Regions from separate parts of the Sus scrofa genome. Here region 1 is linked to region 2. Evidence: chromatin contacts called from public Hi-C data. All regions are on one chromosome and are shown on one strand. The core of a region is the stretch at or near the end of the contact, and the rest is flanking DNA. Distances in the headings are between cores, read along the strand shown.

Evidence for each region. A called contact is a pair of places that touch in the nucleus more often than the background predicts.
Region 1: a contact with region 2 is called in a Hi-C map of alveolar macrophages, with 1.7 times the contacts expected there. The contact joins the promoter of NPEPPS here to the promoter of MRPL45 in region 2. A contact is called at or near these places in 1 of 5 promoter capture datasets (liver), 15 of 47 Hi-C or Micro-C datasets (alveolar macrophages, embryonic fibroblasts, epiblast stem cells and 7 more) and 2 of 2 datasets of contacts at active chromatin or transcription factors (alveolar macrophages and skeletal muscle).

The regions. Positions count from the first base shown.
Region 1 is chr12:23,802,512-23,809,464 of Sscrofa11.1, forward strand. It overlaps NPEPPS (puromycin-sensitive aminopeptidase), which reads left to right and starts at 2,328. Exons shown (of 23, transcript XM_003131527.5): 1 at 2,328-2,836. The coding sequence starts at 2,576.
Region 2 is chr12:23,763,841-23,770,504 of Sscrofa11.1, forward strand. It overlaps MRPL45 (39S ribosomal protein L45, mitochondrial), which reads right to left and starts at 2,636. Exons shown (of 8, transcript XM_021067079.1): 1 at 2,488-2,636; 2 at 1,476-1,653; 3 at 644-761. The coding sequence starts at 2,553.

The sequences.
Region 1 (6,953 bases), core at 1,078-3,577, 38 kb after region 2:
AAAGACCCATTTCACATCTTAGTTTGGAAGAATTGCAGCTTTTCATTCTGTCCTAGAAGGTATGTAGGGATGTGGAGGCTAGGAGGGCAGGCTGATTTCCAAGACTGTGCTGATCCATACAATGACCATTAGTCACATGGGGCTATTGAGCACCAAAATAATGTGGGTAGTCAGATTTGAAATGTGCGGTAAGGAGTTCCCGTTGTGGCTCAGTGGTTAACGAATCCGACTAGGAACCATGAGGTTGCACGTTCGATCCCTGGCCTCACTCAGTGGGTTAAGGATCCAGTGAGCTGTGGTGTAGGTTGCAGACATGCCTTCGATCCCAAGTTGCTGTGGCTGTGGTGTAGGCCGGCAGCTGTAGCTCCGATTGGACCCCCTACCCTGGGAACCTCCATATGCCCCGGGTGTGGCTCTAGAAAGAGGCAAAAAGACAAAAAAAAAAAAAATTGAAATGTGCGGTAAGTGTAAAATATACAGTGGATTTCAAAGCCTTCTAACAGAAAAAAAAATCTCATTAATATTTTACATTGGTTACATATTGAAATGATAATACTTTGGCTATATTGGGTTATATAATATGTATCAGTTTTACCTTTTTCCTTTCTTTTGATGTGGCTACTAGAAAATTTACAGTTACTTAGCTGCTGCCTCACATTTTTTTTTTTTTTTTTTTTGTCTTTTTGCCATTTCTTGGGCCGCTCCCACGGCATATGGAGGTTCCCAGGCTAGGGGTCTAATCGGAGCTGTAGCTGCCAGCCTACGCCAGAGCCACAGCAACAAAGCAGGATCCGAGCCGCGTCTGCAACCTACACCACAGCTCACGGCAACACCGGATCGTCAACCCACTGAGCAAGGGGCAGGGATCGAACCCGCAACCTCATGGTTCCTAGTCGGATTCTTTAACCACTGCGCCATGACAGGAACTCCATCACATTATATTTCTTTCTTTTTTTTTTTTCTGGCCGAGTCTGGCAAGTAGAAGTACCCAGGCCAGGGATGGAACCCGTGTCGCGTCACAGCAGTGACCCCAAACCATGGCAATGACAAAGTCGGATCCTAAACTCGCTGTGCCACAAGGAAACTCTGCCACATAATATTTCTATCGGACAATGCTGGTCCAGTACAACTTTCAGCACTGAGTTTTGAAAATTAAGGGGTTCTACATAAGAAGGTTCTATAAAGGAATATGGGGATCCTTTATGAGGGTATCCTGACACCTTAAAATATGTATTTGAATACGTACACATTTAAATATATACATACACACACACACACACACACACACACACATACATTTTTTTCATGGGCACCTGAGGCATATGGAAGTTCCTGGGCCAGGGACTGAGCAGCTCTGCAAGGTCCTTTAATCCACTGCGCTGCTGTAGTTGGGTTCTTTTTTTTTTTCCTTTTTTCTTTTCCCCATGCAGGCACATGGAGTTACCAGCCAGAGATCAGATTGGAGCTGCAGGTGTGAGCTATGTTGCACCTGAGGCAATGCTGAATAATTTAACCCTCAGTTTGGGGCTGGTAATCGAACCTGTGTCCTGGGGGTGCAGAGACCCTGCCCTTCTCTTTCTGCCACAGCAGGAACTCCTGCAGAGGGATCCTTAACCCACTACACCATAGTGGGAACTCCCTAATTAATATACATTTATACTAAAAAACATATACCTTAATTTGTGAGATAGCTACAAAACTGAGGGAACCACAATACACCTTTAAGGAGTCCACAATTGGTAAAGGGTATTTTATTTAAAAAAAAGCGGAAACAAAGATGAAAGCAGGGGGGAAAAAGGTGAAACATACCTTATTTTTGAACATTAAATCATGGAAACAAAAATCTAACTTTTGAAATCTCTCAAAGGTCCAAATCGCATTGGTTCCAGTAATATGGATTATTAGAAGTTTTCCAACAAAACTTTTCCTATCATTCCGTGAAATTGTGACTTAACAGAAATAGTTATGGCCAAAGAGGCTCCAATCAAGGCTCTCTGCTGATCTGGAGGTTAAAAATCTAGTTTGGGGTTTTGCTCTGAATTGATTTTTAACATTGTGGCCTGACTGCACTGATCAACCCGCATAGGCTTCAATTTCCAAAGCCAGCTCGGCGTGGTGAGGGGGCAACTCAGGGCTTTCCCTCGGCTTCTCAAACCCGTCCGGGCGCCTCCTGCCTCTCAAACGGTCTGTATGCCGCAGCATGCAGACAGGTGCAGCGCCAGGAGCCGCCTCCCGCCCCCAGAGCGCGCCCGCGACCCCGCACTCTCCCGCTCCGCCGGCCGAGCCCTCGCCGCCCCACCCCCTGCTCCAGCGCGCGCGCGCACACCGGGCGGAGGCGCGCCCGCCCGGCGGGGCCGCGCACGCAGCTGCTGCCGCCGCAGCCGCCTCCCTCCCTCCTTGCTGGCCCTCCTCCCCTTCCCTCCCCTCCGCCCCCTTCCCCGTAGGCAGCCGGCCCGCCAGCCCGCCCGCCCGCCCGCACTGCCTCCCTCCCGGCCCCTGGCGCTCGGGCTGGGTCTCTCCCCCGCCCCCAGGCTCTCCCAGTCGCTCTCCTCAGGCGGTCGCCCGCGCTCGGTGGATGTGGCTGGCAGCCGCCGCCCCCTCCCTCGCTCGCCGCCTGCTCTTCCTCGGCCCTCCGCCTCCTCCCCTCCTCCTTCTCCTCCTCAGCCGCTCCTCTCGCCGCCGCCGCCGCCTCCACAGCCTGGGCCTCGCCGCGATGCCGGAGAAGAGGCCCTTCGAGCGGCTGCCTGCCGATGTCTCCCCCATTAACTACAGCCTTTGCCTCAAGCCCGACTTGCTGGACTTCACCTTCGAGGGCAAGCTGGAGGCCGCCGCCCAGGTACGGCGACCCTCGGACGCCGGAGGCGAGCTGCCGGGCAAGCGGTTAGGCCGCGCCCGCGGGCTGGGCTGGGGGCCTGGCCCGGCGGGCGGGCGGGCCTGGCCTCTGCGGGCCTGGGTTTGGGGGAGGCCGGCTTGGGGACCGGCGCGCCCCTCTGGGGCGGCCGGGGGGCGCCCGGGCGGGTGTGCTCTGCCCTGTTGGGCTAGGACTAGGGCCTCGTTGCGGGGAGCGCCGCGGGAACCCACAGCACACCTGTGTGGGGTTCCCCCCGACCCCGGCCCTTCCAGGCTGGCTAGTGTTGTGGGAGAGGCTGGAGGGTGTTGGGGAGGCCAGAGGAGTCATCAGAGTCTCCGCTCGGCCTCCTGACTCAGTTCTTTTCTCTCGTTCTCCTCACGCCCCACGGAGGACACATTGGAAGGGGTGGTCGTCTGGGACTCCCGGCTGCCGCGCGTTAGCTCGGCAGAGAGATTCTAGAAGGGGGAAGAGAGTGAGAAGGAGAATGTTAATCCCGGGCAGCCTTGCCGAGTTCTCCCCGCCTGCTCCGGCCCAGGGGCTGGGTTTCTAAGATGATCCGCCCCCTCCCCCTTCCCCTTCCCCTCCAGTGACAGTGCAGCAGTGACTTTGTTCTCCTAACCTCTAGAGAAGCCGAAGGAGGACCCCTTCTCCGCTTTTCCTCCCATCTTCCTAGCTTTGCAGCCTTTGAAGCAGGTGGATGTATTGCTACAAGCGAAGGTTGCTTAGCAGTACCGTCCTCTGAAAGAGGCTATTAGTTTTAGCATACCACCGGTGAAAATATTCCATTACTCTTCATTGCAGTTTTTGGTGAATCATGCTTCCCCCCGCCCCTTCCCCCGCAGATTATCTAAAGTATTGTTTGATTTTGGAGACCTCTAGTATTGATGCTCTACAAAGGTCCGGGACAATAGACATTTGTGACACCACGTTATATGATGTGCTGAGTGAAGTTTGTAATGAAAAAATGGGAACTGTTTAGCAGTTATCTTTAAAAAGAATGATGGTAAATATATTTTGTTTTCATTTCTTTTCCTACTGCAGTCAGGAGGAGAAATCAGTAGGCCTCATCCTTAAAGAACGGGGTGTATCTATCAGTGAAGTGAAAGCAATGAAGGCTGATGTAGTTGTTCCAGTGAATTGAAAGTTGGCAGTTGTTTTTGAAAGCTGAGTACTCAGACTGAAATAGGTCCAAAAGTGCAGAATTAAAAAGTGTACTATGAGGTTGGGGTGCTTATATGAGAGCATGAGGGCCTGTGGTCTGGCTGCATGAAAAGGCAAAACTTACTCCTGTGTAAGTCAGGTGATTTTAAAATTTTCCATTAAGAATATGAATCAGAATGAGTACATCTTGGGTCTAAATTAGGATTTGAGAAGGTTATTTGGGAGACTGTTTATTTAAGCCAAGTGACTAGAGTGTTTGATATATATTGGCTGGGGGCAGATGGGAGGGATTGTAAACAGTAGTGTCTTGTGACTTGGCAAACCTTCTAGAAGAAGGATCCTCCCAGCAATAAGGAGTTCACATTATGTGAAAAGACTAACATTAAAAAAAAAAAAAAAAAAAGAAACTAATTTGTTTCTTTAACCCAATAGTTGATTTACCTACCCCATAATGGGTTCATAATTTTGAGAGGTATACATATTTAGGGAAAATTTTCAGAAAAAAGTCAATAAAATATTTTCAAATGATTTTTTTTTAATTAGGAAGTGACATTTTTAAGTGTCAGGGAAGAACAGCAAGCAGTGACATGCTCCTCCTTACCCTTTTTCTTTTGCTTTTTGAAAGAAATGAGAAAAAAAAAATGAGAAATATGTGGAAGACTGGTTTGGGCCATTGAGGGAGCACATGGTAGTGTACTAGGTAAGAGCAGGGACTAGTTAATTTAATTTGATACAAGGAAATAATTAAATCTTTTTAGTAACATGAAGTTTTCAAAGTTTCTTTTCAGAAATTTTTTTCAGACTAAGTGGCAGCAGAGATGAAAGATGGCATGATAGTGAATTCTAACAGATTTTTAGGAGTTCCTGTTGTGGCTCAGTGATAATGAACCCAACTAGTATCCATGAGGATGCAGGTTCAATCCCTGGCCTTGCTCAGTGGGTTAAGGATCCGGCATTGCCATGAGCTGTAGTGTAGGTGACGTGGCTCAGATCTGGCATTGCTGTGGCTGTGACATAGGCTGGCAGCTGCAGCTCCAGTTGGACCCCTAGCCTGGGAACTGCCATATGCTGCAGGTGCGGCGCTAAAACAAACAAACAAAAAACAGGTTTTTATTATTAAAGGATAATTGCACTTTTTATTCGTACACATTGCCGTTTTTGGTAGTGCAAAGAGTTAACAATGGTAAAAAGCATGTGTTGATGTTTTTTTGAAATCCATAGTTTAGAGCAGTAAGTTTAACTTGTGGCTTAGGTGGTATCTGATTGTGGATATCTAAATATGGACATGGAGTTCCTGTCGTGGTGCAGTGGTTAACAAATCTGATTGGGAACCATGAGGTTGCGGATTCGATCCCTGGCCTTGCTTAGTGGGTTGAGGATCCAGCGTTGCTGTGACCTGTGGTGTAGGTTGCAGATGCGGCTCGGATCTGGTGTTGCTCTGGCTCTGGCATAGGCTGGTGGCTACAGCTCTGATTAGACACCTAGCCTGGGAACCTCCATATGCTGGGGGACCGGCCCTAGAAAAGGCAAGAAAAAAAAAAAAAGAAATATGGACAAAATAACTTGTATTGGGCCAGTTCTCTAACAGTTTGGAATAACATTGCACAAAGTATGCAAATTGCTTGGTTGCTTTAGTTGCAAAATTTTATGATAAGTGCAGAGTATTTGTACAGGTTACATATTAGAAACTTAGTCGATTTTTAACCTGATTTGGGGTGTGGATTCCTGAAGAAGACGAAAATTAGCCAATGTGTACTGATTTAAAAAGTGACTGTCTTTTGCATAAGTGAGTGTGGTCTAATTCATTCAGCAGGTTTTGAAAATATGTTATCATAGGCTTAGAGAAATGGGACATTCCTTTTCCTTTACATTAGGATATTTGAGAGGAACAGATTTTTGTAGCTATTTCAAATTGTGTCTCTTTGTGGATAATTAATTAAAAATAGACTAAAAGTTTACATCAGTGGCTGCAGTTCGTAGTTATGAGTGTATAGTGATTTTTTTTTTTTTTTTTTGCTATTTCTTTGGGCCGCTCCCGCGGCATATGGAGGTTCCCAGGCTAGGGGTCAAATCGGAGCTGTAGCCCCCGGCCTACGCCAGAGCCACAGCAATGCAGGATCCGAGCCGCGTCTGCAACCTACACCACAGGTCACGGCAATGCCGGATCCTTAATCCACTGAACAAGGCCAGGGACCGAACCCGCAACCTCATGGTTCCTAGTTGGATTCGTTAACCACTGCGCCACGACGGGAACTCCTGTATAGTGATTTTTATAGTAATTCTTTATGGAAATATTTTACCTGTGCCAGAGAAATTAACTTCATCCTTCAAGGCCAGGAGTCAGGATATACTAAATGATCCCTGGCCTTCGCTAGTCATGTTGGTGATGATTAAATTGGCACTTAGAGGAGAGTTACAGATACAGTAGATTGTTTGGCAGGCTAAAACTTGGCACTTAAATGGATGTTATTGTTAATTCTGTGTTACAGAATTTTCTGACCAAATTTTGCATATTTTCTACACAGTCATTTTGGCAGGTTCTTTTAAATTACTTAAAAAGATAAAATTAATTTGCCCAGCCTTGTACTCGATCACTCAATGGTCCTAAGAACTTAAGTTTGAAAGACTGAGCGTAAGGAATTTAATCTATTCAGACTTTCATGTTTCTTGAAATTTATCTATGAGGAGACACCTAAATATAAGAAACTTTTGTATGGTAAGCTTTATCCAGAATCATCTGGCAATGAATTCTTCAGTGAATTTTCCAGATATCTGAAGCTTACCCTTTGAGGCAGTTGGACTTTATGTACTGATTTGATGGAAATATTTATTTTTTAAAACTCTATATTAGAGTTTCCGTCGTGGCGCAGCGGAAATGAATCCCGACTAGGAACCATAAGGTTTCCGGTTCCATCCCTGGCCTTGCTAAGTGGGTTCAGGA
Region 2 (6,664 bases), core at 1,386-3,885:
ACAATTGAAATGAATCTGACTAGGAACCATGAGGTTGTGGGTTCAATCCCTGGCCTCGCTCAGTGGGTTAAGGATCCAGCGTTGCCGTGAGCTATGGTGTACGTTGCAGATGTGGCTCGGATCTGGTGTTGCTGTGGCTATGGTGTAGGCCAGCAGCTGTAGCTCCAATTCAACCCCTAGCCTGGGAACCTCCATATGTGGGTGCTTTTTAGGCCTGCACCCCTGTGCGTGCAGGCCTAAAAAGCACAAAAAAAAAAAAAAAAAAAAAGGAAAAGAAAGGAAGAAAATATTGCCCAGTTATAGCCAACCCAGTTAGCCCAAGATGGCCTCTCCGGAATAAAATGATGATTAAGAAATTTTTTTTTTTGTCTTTTGCCTTTTAAGGGCCGCACCTGAGGCGTATGGAGGTTCCCAGGCTAGGGGTCCAATCCTATGCCACAGCCACAGCAATGCCACATCCGAGCCGAATCTGCAACCGACACCACAGCTCATAACAATGCCGGATCCTCAACCCACTGAGCCAGGCCAGGGATCGAACCCGCAACCTCATGGTTCCTAGCCAGATTCGTTTCTGCTGCACCACGGTGGGAATGCCAAGAAATTTTTATTCTAATAGTGACCCCCAGCTATCTCAGACACTTACGACAATTGTGAGGCCACATTCTTCTTCAGTCGCTCAGCTCTCTGTGCCAGTCCTTCCTTAGAAAGAGATGATATCCGGGCATCACCCTCAGGAGGAACATAGGCATCAAAGATACCAGCTGTAAAGAGAGGAGAAAACTAAGAAAGCATTGAAAGATTGAGAAAAAGTCATCTTGAGGTCATAAAAAAAATTGGGAGCCCTTCTGGATACAAAACAGACTAATGAAATAGACTTCCCGTGTAGAAGGTTTTATGCTGCATTAGAAAAAGTAGAATAAGGTAATTTTAGTCTTCTCTCAGAGCTTCTTCTTATACAAAATGGAGAAGTTTTACCCGCCAGGTAAAAGGCCACTTCAATGAATAATTTAAAAGCACAGTCAAAGATAACCTCATAAAATGTAGTGTATGTTAATTATTGAAGCTGAACTTAATCTGTGGTTAATTAAATGCTCTCAATCATAGCCCAAATAAGGAGTTCCCGTCATGGCTCAGTGGCTGACGAATCTGACTAGGAACCATGAGATTGTGGGTTCGATCCCTGGCCTCACTCAGTGGGTTAAGGATCTGGCATTTCTGTGAGCTGTGGTGTAGGTCGAAGACATGGTTCAGATCCCGAGTTGTTGTGGCCCTGGTGTAGGCTGGTGGCTACAGCTCTGATTCCACCCTAAGCCTGGGAACCTCCATGTACTGCAGGAGTGGCCCAAGAAATTGCCAAAAGACAAAAAGCCAAAAAAAACAAAAAACAAAAAATCATAGGCCAAATCATTCTACTCTCCAAGAAAATCTCTGACAAAAGGGGACTGGGTCTGGGTCTCAGAAATACCATGTCTCACCTGTACAGGCTAGATGTATGGGGCGCTCCAAACGTTCATGAGGTATGACCAGTCCTGCTTTCCGGGCATGTTCTACAAACTCCTTCTCTGATTTGTACTTGGGTTGATAGGTAGGGGGTGTGAAACGTTTTTTAGTTCTCACTGGAACTACTGCTGTGGACTGAGTCACCAAGACTGGCTGGAGGATAGCAGAAAAAGGTTAGATAATCAATCTTGCACAAATTCTAAGCAGAGATAGAAAGGGCACATCCAAAAAATGACTTAGGAACAATTATAAAGCCACATGTCACAAGGGGAAATGCACTACTATCTTAACAATTATGGCTGTCCCTTACTAAAAGGCAGTAAGTAACTTTACTAACACAACCCAATGTTTACGCATGGCTTTCCTTTAGTACTTTCCATGGCACAGGACTATGCCAAACCCCTGGGATGCAGAGTTGATGAAAGCAAGGCTTTTGCTTTCAAAGAACATTCAGTCTGATGGGGAACTTAAACACCAACTCTTTGGTATCTCCTCTACATTTACTCAGATTACATTCTATTGAAAGCCTCACTGTAAACTTTACTCTGTCGCTCTAGCTCCTAAGTGATCAATAACCCTTTCAAAGGCCAGGTTTCTTCTCTCTGATCATGAGGTTTCTTCAGGCAGGTACGAGACTCTCTCCTGTACAGCCACTGTGCAATTGAAATATTTATAAAAATAAAAGGGAAGCGAGCCCACCTTCCAAACCATTCTCTCCCCTTTAACACCTTCACGCTCGTCTGACCCAGACTTAACGGGAGAAACCTTAATCCTCGAGAAACTGCTCGCTCTCATGGCCATACCGAGGCTCTCACCACTCAGCCACACAGCTCAGTAGCTGTGTCCCGTTTACCTCAACTCTTCCCTAGCCTAGGTACGACTCATATCATCCAAACTCACGAAGGACAACTGCAAAGCGAGTATTTCTCTCTACTCTCTCCTACTCCTCCAGCCCCAAGAGTCCTATCCACCCCCGTCCCTACCCACCTGCCGAGACCACCATCCTAAAACCCTGGGTAAGCAAGACAAGCCCCGTGTTACGGGGGCTGCCATTTTGCTCGCGCAAAGGCAGCTGGGATGGAGACTGAAAGTGATGCGCCTGGGGCAGGAAAGAAGGCGCAAAGGGTGGAGCTAGCGCGGCCGTGGAATTTTCCAGGGCGCGCGCCCTCCTCCAAAGTGCGAGAGGCGCGAACGCGCACGTGCACGTCTGGGAGGGGGGCGGGGTGGGGGAGTGGAGTAGGGCTGCGCCTGCGTGGTAAGACGGCGTTGGGGGCAGGGGGAAGCACGGTTGTCACGCGCCAAGCGGAGGGCGCGGAGCCAGAGCTGCGCTTGCGCACCAGGCGTTCTGGCGGCCGGGAGTTACTCCCTTCCTGTAAAATTGGCACGTTGCTGCACCTTGCTTCTAGTCCGTGAAGAATGAGAAGCTGTTTCTCTTCTGAGACAAGTGTTTTTCTTCAGTGCCTACTTGGATCTTAGGAATGGCAAAAATGACTGGGTTCTGGGTCTGGGTCCGTCCTCGGACAACCTTAAGGCGGAGTTAACAATATAGTATTTATATGGAATAATATAGTTTTCCCAATCTGTACCGTGTGAAGGATAATAGTCTTTCTTACCATCAAATTAAGGTAGTTAATGACTATTGTGTTTATTGAAACAAAAGACGCATGGACTGATAAAAACATCTGTCTTTTTGGGACGGAGGTACAGAGGTACCTGTAGCACTTGCTTAGGCATTGCCAGGCAATTCGCTAAGCATTTTACATTTATTTACTCAATCATCAACGTAGGAGTAATACTCGTTTACATATGAACTTGGGCAGCACAGAAATTATGTAATTTTTCTAAGGTCACACAGCTAAGAACTAGAAGAATTGGGATTCACGTTCAAGCAGTCTAATTCTAGAACCCATTCACTGACTGCTACCTTGTACTGCTTCAGTAATCATTGCCGAAAGGCAAACACTTTCTATACTTAACTTTACGGTTTTATCTCATTTTGCCAATTAATTTTTTTTTTTTTTTTGTCTTTTTTGTTGTTGTTGTTGTTGTTGCTATTTCTTGGGCCGCTCCCGCGTCCCGCGGCATATGGAGGTTCCCAGGCTAGGGGTTGAATCGGAGCTGTAGCCACCGGCCTACGCTGGAGCCACAGCAACGCGGGATCCGAGCCGCGTCTGCAACCTACACCACAGCTCACGGCAATACCGGATCGTTAACCCACTGAGCAAGGGCAGGGACCGAACCCTCAACCTCATAGTTCCTAGTCGGATTCGTTAACCACTGCGCCACAACGGGAACTCCTTTTTTTTTTTTTTTTTTTTTTTGGTCTTTTTAGGGCTGCACCTGCAGCATATGGAAGGTCCCCCGCTAGGGGTCGAATTGGAATTGGAGCTGTAGCCCCTGGCCTATACCGCAGCCACAGCAACACCAGATCCAAGCTGCGTCTGCAAACTACACCACAGCTCAGGGCAACGCCAGATCCTTAACCCACTGAGTGAGGCCAGGGATCGAACCTGAAATCTCATGATTCCTAGTTGGATTCATTTCTGCTGAGCCATAATGGGAACTCCAAACATGAACTTTTTTCTCCACTGGTTTTCCTGACAAAGCGAAGAAATTCTACTCCGTGACGAATGGTTATTAATATGGAACACTGATATAGTCTATCTGGGATTATCTGCTTCACTGTTGAGTTTTATGTTTGATTTACATGGTAGCCAACACATCCCATATCATCTTTGCCTGCCCTCTAATCAATTTTTCAGGGAATGAAGACTTGTTCCATATCAACCTGAATGAAATAAGGGGAGTCAATCTCGGTTAATTCATTCTGAGATGAATTACAAGTGGGCTTTATTAGCTGCTCTTTTGGAAAATTCATATTATCTTCCCATCTCATTAACTCCATGGACAACTGGGAGCTGTCTGCTGGGGACGTGACACTAAAAGAATATTTCTTGGAGTTCCTGTCATGGTTCAGTGGTTAACGAATCTGACTAGGAACCATGAGGTTGCAGGTTTGATCCCTGGTCTCGCTCAGTGGGTTAAGGATCTTACTTTGTTGTGGCTGTGGTGTAGGTTGGCAGCTACAGCTCCGATTGGACCCCTAGCCTGTGAACTTCCATATGCTGTGGGTGTGGCCCCAGAAAAGCCAAAAAAAAAAAAAAAAAAAGAATATTTCTTAATCCTACAACCCCAGTAGCTCACTTTCAGGAGAAGCAAGGTAAGAGCAAGAAAAGGAAACCCACTGTGTCATTAGAGGAAGGAATAAGGTGGTTAGGGCTCAGCCTTGCAAAGAACAGTCTTGCACGTAGTAAATAGTCAAATATTTATTCAATAAATAGATCACTAGAATCCCAGATAAAATATGGTTAGGCAGAAGGCAAAGTTGATTTCCTGTTTCTCTAAATACAGGGAGTTCCTGGAATCTTTTTGTCTTATTGAAATTAAAGTGGATCCAAAGAAAATAGGATAGCCCATGAGCAGTGAGATATGTGCAATATTTGCACTCTCCCCCCACCTGCCCTGTGGCAGATAGGATATCAAAAATTAGAAACTCTGAAATTCTGCCTAGTAATTGACATTCTAGGAGAGGCACAGTTCATTTGTTTATTTATTTTTGCTTTTTTTTTTTTTTTTTTGTCTTTTTGCCTTTTCCAGGGCCGAACCATTGGCATATGGAGGTTCCCAGGCTAGAGGTCTAATCGGAGCTGTAGCCACCGGCCTACACCACAGCCACAGCAACTAAGATCCAAGCTGTGTCTGCGACCTACACCACAGCTCACAGCCACGCCGGATCCTTAACCCACTGAGCAACGCCAGGGATCAAACCCGCATCCTCATGGTTCTTAGTTGGATTCATTAGCCACTGAGCCACGACGGGAACTCCTTATTTTTGCTTTTTAGGGCCGTACCCTTGGTGTATGGAGGTTCCCAGGCTAGGGGTCCAATCAGAGCTACAGCTGCTGGCCTACATCACAGCCATAGCAACGCGGAATCCTTAACCCATTGAGTGAGGCCAGGGAGCGAACCCACCATCTCGTGGTTCCTAGTCGGATTTGTTTCCGCTGAGCCAAGATAGGAACTCTGAGGCACAGTTGATTTAAACAAGGAAAATCCTTCTGGAGAATTGGAAGAATCTGATAACAATATGTTTATTGATTACAATAAACAGTACGAGGAGCTTTCTGGTGGCCTAGCATTTAGGGATTCAGTGCTGCCATGCTGTGGCTCAGGTTTGATCCCTGGCCCAAAAACTTTTGCATGTCGAGGGCAGCGCCAAAAAAAAAAATCCCCCAAACAATGCAGCGACAGTATGATACTTGGATTGAAGCAAATAATAGGCTTGCCATATGTTTATATTGTAGTTCCCTCCCTTGAGTGAGAGCATGAAGAGGAAAAGAAGTGAATTGTCCGAGATAAGGTGACATAGAAGAAACCAAGAATTTTGACTTTCTAAGAAATATCCTCAACTGATCTTTAGCTAACAATGTTAGCAGAGCTTCTTTGCCCCTAGGAGAGTTGACTCTCTACGGCTCTCTCCTAGTGGTTAAGAATGTTATGGTGCATGGGAGTTACCGTGGTTGCTCAGCAGTTAATGAACCCAACTAGGATCCATGAGGATGCTGGTTGGATCCCTGGCCACGCTCAGTGGGTTGAGGATCTGGTGTTGCTGTGGGCTGTGGTGTAGGTCACAGATGCGGCTCAGATCTGGCGTTGCTGTGGCTGTGATGTAGGCCGGTACCTGTAGCTCCGATTGGACCCCTAGCCTGGGAATCTCTATATGCTGTGAGTGCGGCCCTAAAAAGCAAAAACAAACAAACAAAAAAGAATGTTATAGTGCATGAATTTACGTCTTAGCTCCACCTCTTTTCTTCACTAGAGAAAAGGAGTAATTGGGAGTTCCCATTGTGGTTCAGTAATGAACCCAGCTGGTATGCATGAGGATGCCAGTTTTGCCCCTGTCCTCATTCAGTGTGTTAAGGATCTGGGGTTTCCATGAGCTGTGGTGTAGGTAGCAAACTCGGGTCGGATCTGGCGTTGTTGTGGCTGTGGCATAGGCCAGACGCTTCAGCTCCTATTCGACCCCTAGCCTGAGAACCGCAGGTGAGGCCCTAAAAAAAGAAAAAAAAAAGGAGTAATTAAACACAGGGAACAATATCTGATC